3 separate regions of the Mus musculus genome follow, and all the other regions are linked to region 2. Evidence: chromatin contacts called from public HiChIP or PLAC-seq and promoter capture Hi-C data. All regions are on one chromosome and are shown on one strand. The core of a region is the stretch at or near the end of the contact, and the rest is flanking DNA. Distances in the headings are between cores, read along the strand shown. Region 1 holds the start of Cnot7 (CCR4-NOT transcription complex, subunit 7). Region 2 holds the start of Pdgfrl (platelet-derived growth factor receptor-like). Region 3 has its middle 16 kb from the start of Adam24.

Region 1 (2,934 bases), core at 383-2,882, 410 kb after region 2:
GATAGCTACTCTTTTCTACTTAAAAAGACAGTAAATGACTTTTTGAAACTTTCCTACAACCAAAAATGAAGTTGACAACCAAGAAACTCAGTTCAGTCAGCAACAGGCCTCATTCAAACTGATTTTGTAGTGAATTTTTCTTTAGACAATGTTTTTTTAGGTTATAGCTTACTTGCTTGGGAAGAAAATAGATGTGTAACACAAAAATAGCCCTTGATGGTGTGTTCAATAACTTGATGTTATTATCTCATGGATGTGTGAGTAGGTATGTATACATACATAATTATATTGTATAACATATTATAATGTGTATAATGTGACAAGGTTTTTGAAAGTCTAGAGTTTAATCATGTTGATCTCTAATATGCTTTATAAAATGTGCTGTGAAGCTGTTAGTTAATTGTAAAATCCATATATCGCAAAGCAGCTCTAATATTTGAAAGCCTGTAGCAGCCACGGACATATCTAATTTAAAAAAAAGACTGCAGCAAACAATTTTATATTTAAGAAAAAAAGTCGAAATAATCTGATTTCCTGTATTTCTAGTTTGACTACAATACAACAAGCAAACTCAAAAGACAACAGATAATGCAGATGGTTGTCTGGCAAGTCCTAAGTGTGGAGCCAAATAGAAGAAAGTGAGAAGTCTAAAGACTCTAACAATTACAAGACAGAAAGAGGTTATTGGAACAGGGTGAGCTTTAATTACAGACTCAAAAGGATTGTCACCAGGACAGAGTTAACTAAAAACACTGGCTTCCCTTTTCTTTGACGTTGCAACAGTTTAAATTTTCAGTTCATAAAACTGTTGGGAATTATCTTTCCAACTGTCTCTTAGCATGTTAACAATTCGAAGGCAATGCTACAATCAGGTAGATCAAAAGGAAAATTAGCGTGTGAGCTAGGGGTGCTGTATACAGATTAAAGAGAGATGACTCCGTTTGTCAGTGGAGATGAGCCAAGTCAAGAGAGGAGCTGAACAGCGGTGGGGCACCAGGGACACAAACTAGGGAAGCAAGCGCTTAACCCCACTGGAAGACCCATCAACAGGAGGCAGCTGATGGAGCGGCCTACGGATTCGCACACGGTGTGTTTGCAAGCAGCCCGCCCTCCCGTCCTACTTTACCCTGGGCCGAAGCCACCAGTCGTCACCTGGAATGGGAGTTCCGGAGTGACTCGATCAGCCGCTGCTTCTGCTGCTGGAGACTGGTGAGGCCGGCAGGGGACCCAGCCGCGGAGGATGACGCGCTCTTCGCCAGGGGAAAGAGCCAGCTCATCCTCCTCGGGTCCCCGGGCCCGAGGCCCTACAAGGTTCTGGCCTGCTGCTCCTCGCTTAGCCCAGTGCTTCCCGGGCGATCGAGCACGGCCCGGACGGGGTGCCCAGGGGCCGCGCCGTCTCCCACACGCCGCGCTCGTGAGTCCCTGGCCCCGGGGGTCCGAGCTACCACTGCGGGCGGCTGGAGAAGGGCGACTCGTCGGCTGGACGGAACCCCGGTGTGCTCCGGGCCACCACCACCCCGGGGTCAGTTAGCTAGGCCTGGTCGCCTTGCCGGCTCAGCTGCTCCAACGCCGGGGCGTTCGTCACCTGCCCGCCCCGCCTCCTGAGGGAGGGCCCCGCCCACCCGGCGCCCGGCGTCATCAGGCCGCGCCCTCGGCGGGACGTGCGAGGAGCGACGTCGCCGCGCTGGGCCGAGCGCCGCTCCAGCTCCCCTTTCCCCCTTTCGCAGGGCGAGAGGCGTCTATGGGGCTCCCGCCGCCGCCGCCGGTACCGCCACCGCCACCGCCGCCGCCGGGTGCTAGCTCTATGGCGAGGAGGAGGAGGAGGAGCGCGAGCTCAGAGACCCAAGTAGATCCGGCGGGGGCCCGGGCGTGCTGGGGCGCCTTGGGAAAAGGGGCTGGGAGTGGGGAGCCCGAGATTGGCGCGCGCGATGGCGCCCGCCTAAGCGTGGCTGTGTGGGACGGAACTGGCGGAGGCGGGGAGCCCGGGGGGACGGCGGTGCTAACGGGCGGGGGGCGGGTGGGGGCTGTCAGGGGCGCGGCGCGCAGTGATGACGCCACCGCTTTGTACCTGGGACTTCGTTGTGGGAAGGAAATTGCGAGTGGAGGGCGGTGGCCTACTTGGGGCCCCGGTGGCTTTCGTCCTCGGCAGTGGTTTTTGGGGGTAGTCGGTCTGGCTCTAGGCCATGCGAATAGGCACCCTGCTCCTGGCCGGCGGCCAGCCGAGCGACTTATCCTTGACATGAAGGCGGCCGTGCTCTCTCCACGTTGCTCGCCCACGGAGGACGCGCGACCTCAGGGATGAGAAGGCCTTGGCTGCCCCTTGGAGGGACCCCTGAGACCGCAGTAGAGAAGAGCGGGTGGAGGAAAGCAGGGTTAAAGTACAGTGTGTCGGTAGAGCGCGTGTAGGGACCGGTGTGAGGACGGAGGGGAGGAAGAAAGAAGGCGTGCCCTGCATCACCTTTTGTTTTCTCCAGCGTACATTTAGGAGTTTGGGACACCAGGCCACCCTCTTTTAACTCGCTGGTTTTGTCGGGGGTTATTGTGTGTTTGGTCCCTGTCCGTCTGATTAATTATCTTACCATTGTATACCGTGAACCTTGTGTGGATGGCAGAGACGTGAGGTCTCTCTTGGGTTGCCAGTTTTTGAAATTAGAAATTTTTAAATGTACACATTTCATTGCCTGCCTGCCTACCTGCTTGCTTGCTTTCTTTCTTTCTTTCTTTCTTTCTCCCTCCCGCTATATTTGTTTCTGAGATTGCCTAATGGCTTTTCAAAACATTTTTAAGAAAAATGTTTCCTCTGCTCTGCTTTGAATGAGTAAGATTTTTAAATGTTTTGTTAGAAGAATAAAAGCAAGCATTCTGTTATGAAACGTTTGATTTTGTTGATTTTTTTTTTTTTTTTTGGCTTGAAATGGTTCAAAGTTTTGTGTG
Region 2 (2,862 bases), core at 47-2,546:
AGCAACGATTAAATAAATGATGCAGGAAATAAAATAATTAATTAAATTAAAATAATTAGCAGTGATATGTACTTAAAAAAATGTATAGTGTATAAAAACCACACACACAAACACACACACACACGTAATAAAGCCTAATCCTACGGTTATCTGTCTACAATACAGGATGGACCTAGGGCAGGTACACATCTCAAATAAACATTTTTTAAAGTGATGTAGTGGTTGGTGAAGTGGCTCCTTTTCATTACCATAGCGCAAGGAGGAAGCTCACCCCTGCACGGTGCCTTTTGATTTTCATAAGTCTGCTGTAGCATACACACTCCCAAACACACACACACACACACACACACACACACACACACACACACACACACACACACACACACACACTAAATGCAATTTAAAAAATTAAATGATGCAAGGCCCTCCTATGTGCTACAAAAAAAAAAAGTAGGCTTTGTTTCCATCCATCCTCTTATTTATACGGAAAATATAACTGCGGTCTAGTTTTTTTTTTTTTTTTTTTAAATTGGTTTAGTGCAGCATTTTGTTGTTGTTGTTGTTAAAAGACCTAGGCAAATCTAGCAGGATTTTAGTTCAGATTGGTATACAACAACAGCAACGACAACAACAACAACAAGCAAACAAAACAAGACTGTAATGGGGAAGGAAGACACACAGGGAATTTTCCACAAGAATCTCTTTGCTTAGGTGGCACCGGCTACAATAGTCCAGGGCGAGGATCGGTCGTATAAAGGTGGAAGCGAGCCACTGCGGGCGCGCCATCAGACCGACACGTTGACACAGGGGGCTGGACCAGGCTCCGTCTGGGGAAGATGGGGTAGATCGGTTCGATCGCCTGTGGCTTTCTGATAAGGCTAGAGAAGTCCTGATAGGCTCTTTCGGTCAGTGCAACCGCCGCCTTCACAGGAGTTCTTCAGGGCGATGGGGGAAAGGAAAAGAAGAAAGGGGACCCTTCTAGGACGAGCCAGGTACACCGGAAGGTGACCAGCGCTGGGGACGATCCCTATGGCCAAAAGTTAGAGGAGTTGCTGAGAGAATCTCGGACTGGGCGAAGGCGGTCAGAAGCCAGAGTCACTCACCATCTTCCAGCGCTTCGTGTAGCAACAGAAGTCCGAGCAGCAGCCAAAACTTCATCTTCAGGGCTGGTGACCTGCAGAATAGTTCAGGACTGCAGACGGCGCGACAGGCTGTCCAGGGCAGGGCAGGGGCGCAGAGGGGAGGCGGCGCCTGGGACACCACAGCTGGAGGATTCGGTTTCACTGGGGGAAACACAATTTGGGGGAAAAAAAAGAAGATTAAAAAAAATTTTTTTCCCCTGTGTAATGTGATCTCTTCTGCCCCCTGGTGGAGTGGTGACGGATAGAGCTATTACCAAGCACTGGGAAGACAAATGACTAGGAAGGCCTAAGGTGACCTAGATGATGGAATCAGGAATCAGTCCACCTTCTCTGGTAGGGTCTTGCTTCTTAGCAAAAAAGTGCGTCTTAAGTTTCTCTTGGTCCCCAGGTGTTCTCTTACTTGCACTAAAAAAAAAAAAAAAAAAAAAAATGGGTTTGCTATCGCATTAAAAAATATTGTTGGTTGTGGCTGCTCCTTTTAGGCCTGGTCAGAGACAGGGTAAGAGCGCATCTAGTCCTGGACCTGATGAACCTGCGCATCTTATGCAGGTGAAGGAGCTGTCATAGTGGGGAGGGACGGGGCTGCCTGTCTGCAGTCAGAGGGGCTCACAGCAACTGCTTGTATGAGCTTAACAAATGGAGAACCAGAGAGAAGAGAGGAGACGGGAGGATAAGCAGATAGCGGGAACAGTATGGGGAAAGAACTGGACTTCCGGTTGCGGTAGAGCGGGCTGTCAGTGTGGACCTAAGTCTAGAAAGGCCTTTTAAGAACCCCTCCGAGTACGCTGGGAGGAAATATGCGCCCAATGGAGGAGAAGAGCATTATTAGCAGTCCTGGGCCATCAAAAGTCAGAGTGAAATGTTAGTCCTTCTCTTATATGGTTTTTATTTTTTTGCCCATGGATTGTTTTCTAAATAGTATTTTAATTATACATCTTAGTGTTTTCTATGACTAAGATTCTCATTGCTCCTTTTGGTCTTACTTAGTTAAAAAAAAATCCCTTCAAACTAGTGCACACTATTAAGAATTTGCTTAGAAAAATAAACTTAAAAAAAAAACTAAATATTGGGCATTCCTTGCTTGTTCCCTAAATAAAGACATTTAACTTCTCAAAATAATCTTCCATCTAAATAGAATCAAGACGGATTACAAAATTATTATTTTTTTAAAGTCAGACATTTCTTATTTGTTTGAGGTCTCTCTACTTTGCCCTTGCTGTCCTTGAACACACCATAGAGAGGCCTCTAACTCACAGAGATCCACCTGCCTCTGCACCCTGCAAGTACTGGAACTAAAGGTGGGTGCCCCCGTGCTTGTCAAAACAGGAGCAATGAGAATCTTAGTCATAGAAAACACTAAGATGTCTACTTAAAATAACTACTGCTAATGCCGCTTCTACTCCATTGGGCGCATATTTCTGCCAGCGTACTCTGAGGGGTTCTTAGAAGCAATGTCAAAATCTTTGCTATTCCCCAAGTCAGTCATCAAAGGTAACATAGGGTAAGACAAGGACCCCAGCTACATAATTTCCATGAGGCAAAAAGAAATGACCTTTTCAATGCCAGGAAGCATCAGGTGATAAAGACGTACCATTATCGGCTGCATACTTGCAGCAAAAGCCATCCAATGACAGGGGAACTAAAAAGCAGGAACTTCTGGTCTAAGATTGCCTGCCGCTGCCTCTCCTACCTCTGCTGCAGAGTTTCAGTGATTCATGTT
Region 3 (3,236 bases), core at 558-3,057, 270 kb after region 2:
ATGTGAGGTAAGACTTCTACCAGTGAGCTGCATCCCTAACCCTACGCCCATCATATTTTTAGACCATTCCCCTGACTCTGTCTCATGCGGCAGCCAGAGGACCACCCCAGCTTATACCCAATCCTGTTAGCTGTAGTTCCTTTCATTAGTGTGACTCTGTCGTGTGCTCACTCCTTTGCTCAGCTTTGAGGACTGACATCAAAAGCTGTAGGTGGTCCAGAACAGAAATTAGGAGAGCTAGGATATTAATTAGTACCTTAACAGTCCAACTGGAAAAACCGAAGCCCAGAGTTCTTCTGTCCCTTGGGTCCACCAAGTCCTAATATCTTTGTCCCTGGTGTCTATTTATAAAGAAGCACTGAACATCGTGGCTGTAACTGTTATCATTGGAGCCCTGCTACCCAGCTCCAACTGAACCTGGGATGTCTCTTTCTCATTTTTCATACTTTGGGGACTATTATTTCTCACATCCTGGTTTTACTGCAACTCAAAGTTTGTCTTCATTCTCTGTAAAAGTCTTTAAGGTCTCTAAACCCACAGGAATGTTTTGTCCTCTACGTACTACACAGATTTCCAGGTATTGATTCTTTGTAGCCTCTATCTCATCACAGGTTGGCCACTATCCACCTGGAGTGCCCTCAGGGCATACTGGCTTCTTTCTGTGGAGCAAACAAACACACTCTTGATCTCCGATGCTGATGAAGAGCCACGCGGGATGCGGAGGTTCGGACTTTGCAGAGCAGACTTGTTTTCATCTTTTTCTTTTTCTCTTTCTTTTTTTTAATTTACCCTTTTATTCAGGTCTCTCAGTTAGCTGTTGCTGGACTCTTCTTAGCCTAAAACATTTCACAAGGTAGACTCTGAGAACCTGCAGGAAAGAGACAGAGGAAAAAGTAGCAAAATTGAGATACATTACAAAACTTACCAAACTTCAGATTCTTCCATTGGGATTAAACTCTATTTTCTTTCGACTTTCTTGTGAGAATCCTTAATGTTAGGATTCTTCTTTGAGTTTATATCTGAAATCCCTCCAGCCCTTCACCCCCCAACCTCCTCACTATCCACCCCTGTTACCCTCCCCTTCCCGCCTTGATTTTTGCTTCCTCGAACAGGGAATGGCGAGACAGGTTTTTAAGTCCATCCACTACAACAAACATCAAGGGATGACTTTCTGTTCTTTTTTTTTTTGATTCCTTCTTCATAGGACTGGCTGATTGATGTCTCCGCTTATGGATCCACCTCTCCCGTAGAACATTTCACTCGCTAAAGGGATTAGATTTTTATTCTTATAATAAAAGTCAAAATAGCACAGTGGGAGTTTCTTCAATAATTTAAAATAGTTTTCAAGGTGCAAAAGAACCATAGTTTGGGGGTTCTCTGGTGAAGAGAGAAAAACCACCAATGAACCTAGAAAAATAATCGTGTTATCATTGGATAAGATCAGAGGATTGTTATTAGCTCCTAATAATTAGAAAATAATTATTATGACAAGAAAAGGCTGCACACCATTGAATGTTACCGACAAGATGTACAATCTTCCATAACACAAAATAAAAGTTTTATCTTGTAAAAGCAATGTCCTTTCCACTAGAATCTTCCCCCAGAAAACTAGGTGGTTAGCCATGCTGGCTTTCCACACATCTCAATTGGAATTGAATAATCACTGTTGACTTAAAGTGTCAAACAACTTGTGACACAGGTATCCCGAAAAGCTTTGTCACTTGACGCACTTTCAGTTGGCCTTGGCTGTGGAGATCAATGAAGGAAAACAAACTCTAAAGTGACTGTTCACTTGGAACAGAGTCACCTGACCGTCAACAGGCAAGGTTATACACACAGTAAAGGTGATCAGCTCCCTCAACGGTAGTAACGTCAGTGTAGGGGGAATTCCGTGGAGGGAGAGGACATTTAGGCTGCAGTGTGTCACCATCGTCAGAGAAAGGGGATTGACTTACACAGTTTGTCAGGTGCCATCCTGCTTCATAGCACAGTTTGCATCCCATGTGTCTTGCCTCACTTGGTATTTCTGCTTACCCAGAAAACTCATCATGAAAAGAAAGCTTACCTCTTAATCACAGCCTAAGGGGGTGCCCCCTTCTAACCCAGACGCCACGGGAAACATTGCAGTGTTGCCTGGCATTGCAACCCTTTGGGTTAAGGAAAAGGAGCACTAGGAAGCTGTGAACCCAGGCAATCTGGAGAGGGAACCCGGCTCTTGGTACTCATGTTATGCCTTGGGCTGCATCTTGAAGAGAAAGTGAATCCAGGGCTCTAACATTGTCTTTATAAACTAACATACAGGAGGCGAAAGAAAGCTTTGGGAAGTTACCCTGGTTGGTTTACAGAGAAAGGTGGGGATCAATGAGAATGTTTTAGAGCATTTTCCCAGTGTGGGTGGTAGGATTGTTTTTGTTTTGTTTTGCATCTTAAGTGTTAGGGCATCTCAAATCTTGGAGGATGGAGAGAATAATATAATGGTGCATCCATGTGTCATGTGTTCTGGCTCAGATAGGACTCAAAGTTTGTAATAGACTCACAAATGCCTGGAACGCACCAAACTGATCAGATGAGGTCGCAGAAAAGGGTCTCCACAGACTGTAGAGATGACTCAGTGGTTAAGAGCACATGCTGCTCTTGGGGAAGACCCAAGTTTAGTTCCTAGCACCTATGTTGAGCAACTCACAACCCCCTATCACTCTGGCACCAGGGAATCTAAGACCATCTTCTGTCCTCCATGGATAATGTAGTTAAGTGAATATATACACAGTTAAACATAAAAACAAAAAGATCTGAGATTTTTCAGTTACTTTCTGCTAATCCAAAGAGATATATATTCATAGATATGTATATGCATATATATACGTGTGTATGTGTGTGTGTGTGTGTGTGTGTGTGTGTCTTCTCCTGGCATGTCTAGGCTTCAACATACATATGAAATAGCATGGGTCGGAATGTCTCAGATGTGCCATGAAAAAGCATGCTTTTTGTATTATTATTACTGTACTATTTTATATGTATGAGTGTTTTGCCTGCATGTATGTCTGTGCATCATGTATGTGCCTACTACCCACAAAGGCCAGAAGAGAGTGTCAGATTCTTGGACATCTGTGGGACAGACTCCCAAGTGGGTGCTGAGAATTGAAACCAGGTCCTTTGGAAGAGCAGCTAGTGCTCTTAACTGCTAAGTTATCTCTCCAGGCCAGCCTTTAGTATTCTCAAATAATTCTTTCCATAGC

Evidence for each region. Promoter capture Hi-C pulls out the DNA fragments that hold promoters and counts their contacts. HiChIP or PLAC-seq counts read pairs in DNA pulled down with a chosen protein or histone mark.
Region 1: a contact with region 2 is called in an H3K4me3 HiChIP or PLAC-seq map of embryonic stem cells, with 4 times the contacts expected there. The contact joins the promoter of Cnot7 here to the promoter of Pdgfrl in region 2. A contact is called at or near these places in 22 of 39 promoter capture datasets (the 3T3-L1 cell line, 3T3-L1-derived adipocytes, the HPC-7 cell line and 12 more), 1 of 484 Hi-C or Micro-C datasets (embryonic stem cells), 15 of 115 datasets of contacts at active chromatin or transcription factors (the SCID.adh cell line, bone marrow-derived macrophages, cardiomyocytes and 5 more) and 5 of 9 other capture datasets (adipose tissue, embryonic stem cells, liver and 2 more).
Region 3: a contact with region 2 is called in a promoter capture Hi-C map of liver, with 4 times the contacts expected there. The contact joins the enhancer-like site here to the promoter of Pdgfrl in region 2. A contact is called at or near these places in 8 of 39 promoter capture datasets (the 3T3-L1 cell line, 3T3-L1-derived adipocytes, cranial neural crest and 4 more), 1 of 484 Hi-C or Micro-C datasets (olfactory sensory neurons) and 7 of 115 datasets of contacts at active chromatin or transcription factors (bone marrow-derived macrophages, embryonic stem cells, hepatocytes and 1 more).

The regions. Positions count from the first base shown.
Region 1 is chr8:40,510,452-40,513,385 of GRCm38.p6, reverse strand. Cnot7 (CCR4-NOT transcription complex, subunit 7) reads left to right here and starts at 1,632. Exons shown (of 7, transcript NM_011135.5): 1 at 1,632-1,846. It overlaps Vps37a (vacuolar protein sorting 37A), which reads right to left and starts at 1,603. Exons shown (of 12, transcript NM_033560.3): 1 at 1,153-1,603. The coding sequence starts at 1,277.
Region 2 is chr8:40,924,667-40,927,528 of GRCm38.p6, reverse strand. Pdgfrl (platelet-derived growth factor receptor-like) reads right to left here and starts at 1,296. Exons shown (of 6, transcript NM_026840.3): 1 at 1,104-1,296. The coding sequence starts at 1,158.
Region 3 is chr8:40,657,867-40,661,102 of GRCm38.p6, reverse strand. No RefSeq gene overlaps it. Among named protein-coding and RNA genes, the nearest start is that of Adam24, 16 kb to the left of the region's middle. Within about 2 kb of position 1,807, at least 8 of the 459 cell types and tissues checked have an H3K27ac peak or open chromatin away from gene starts, as enhancers often do. A contact at or near this core is called in hepatocytes and liver, where this site is marked.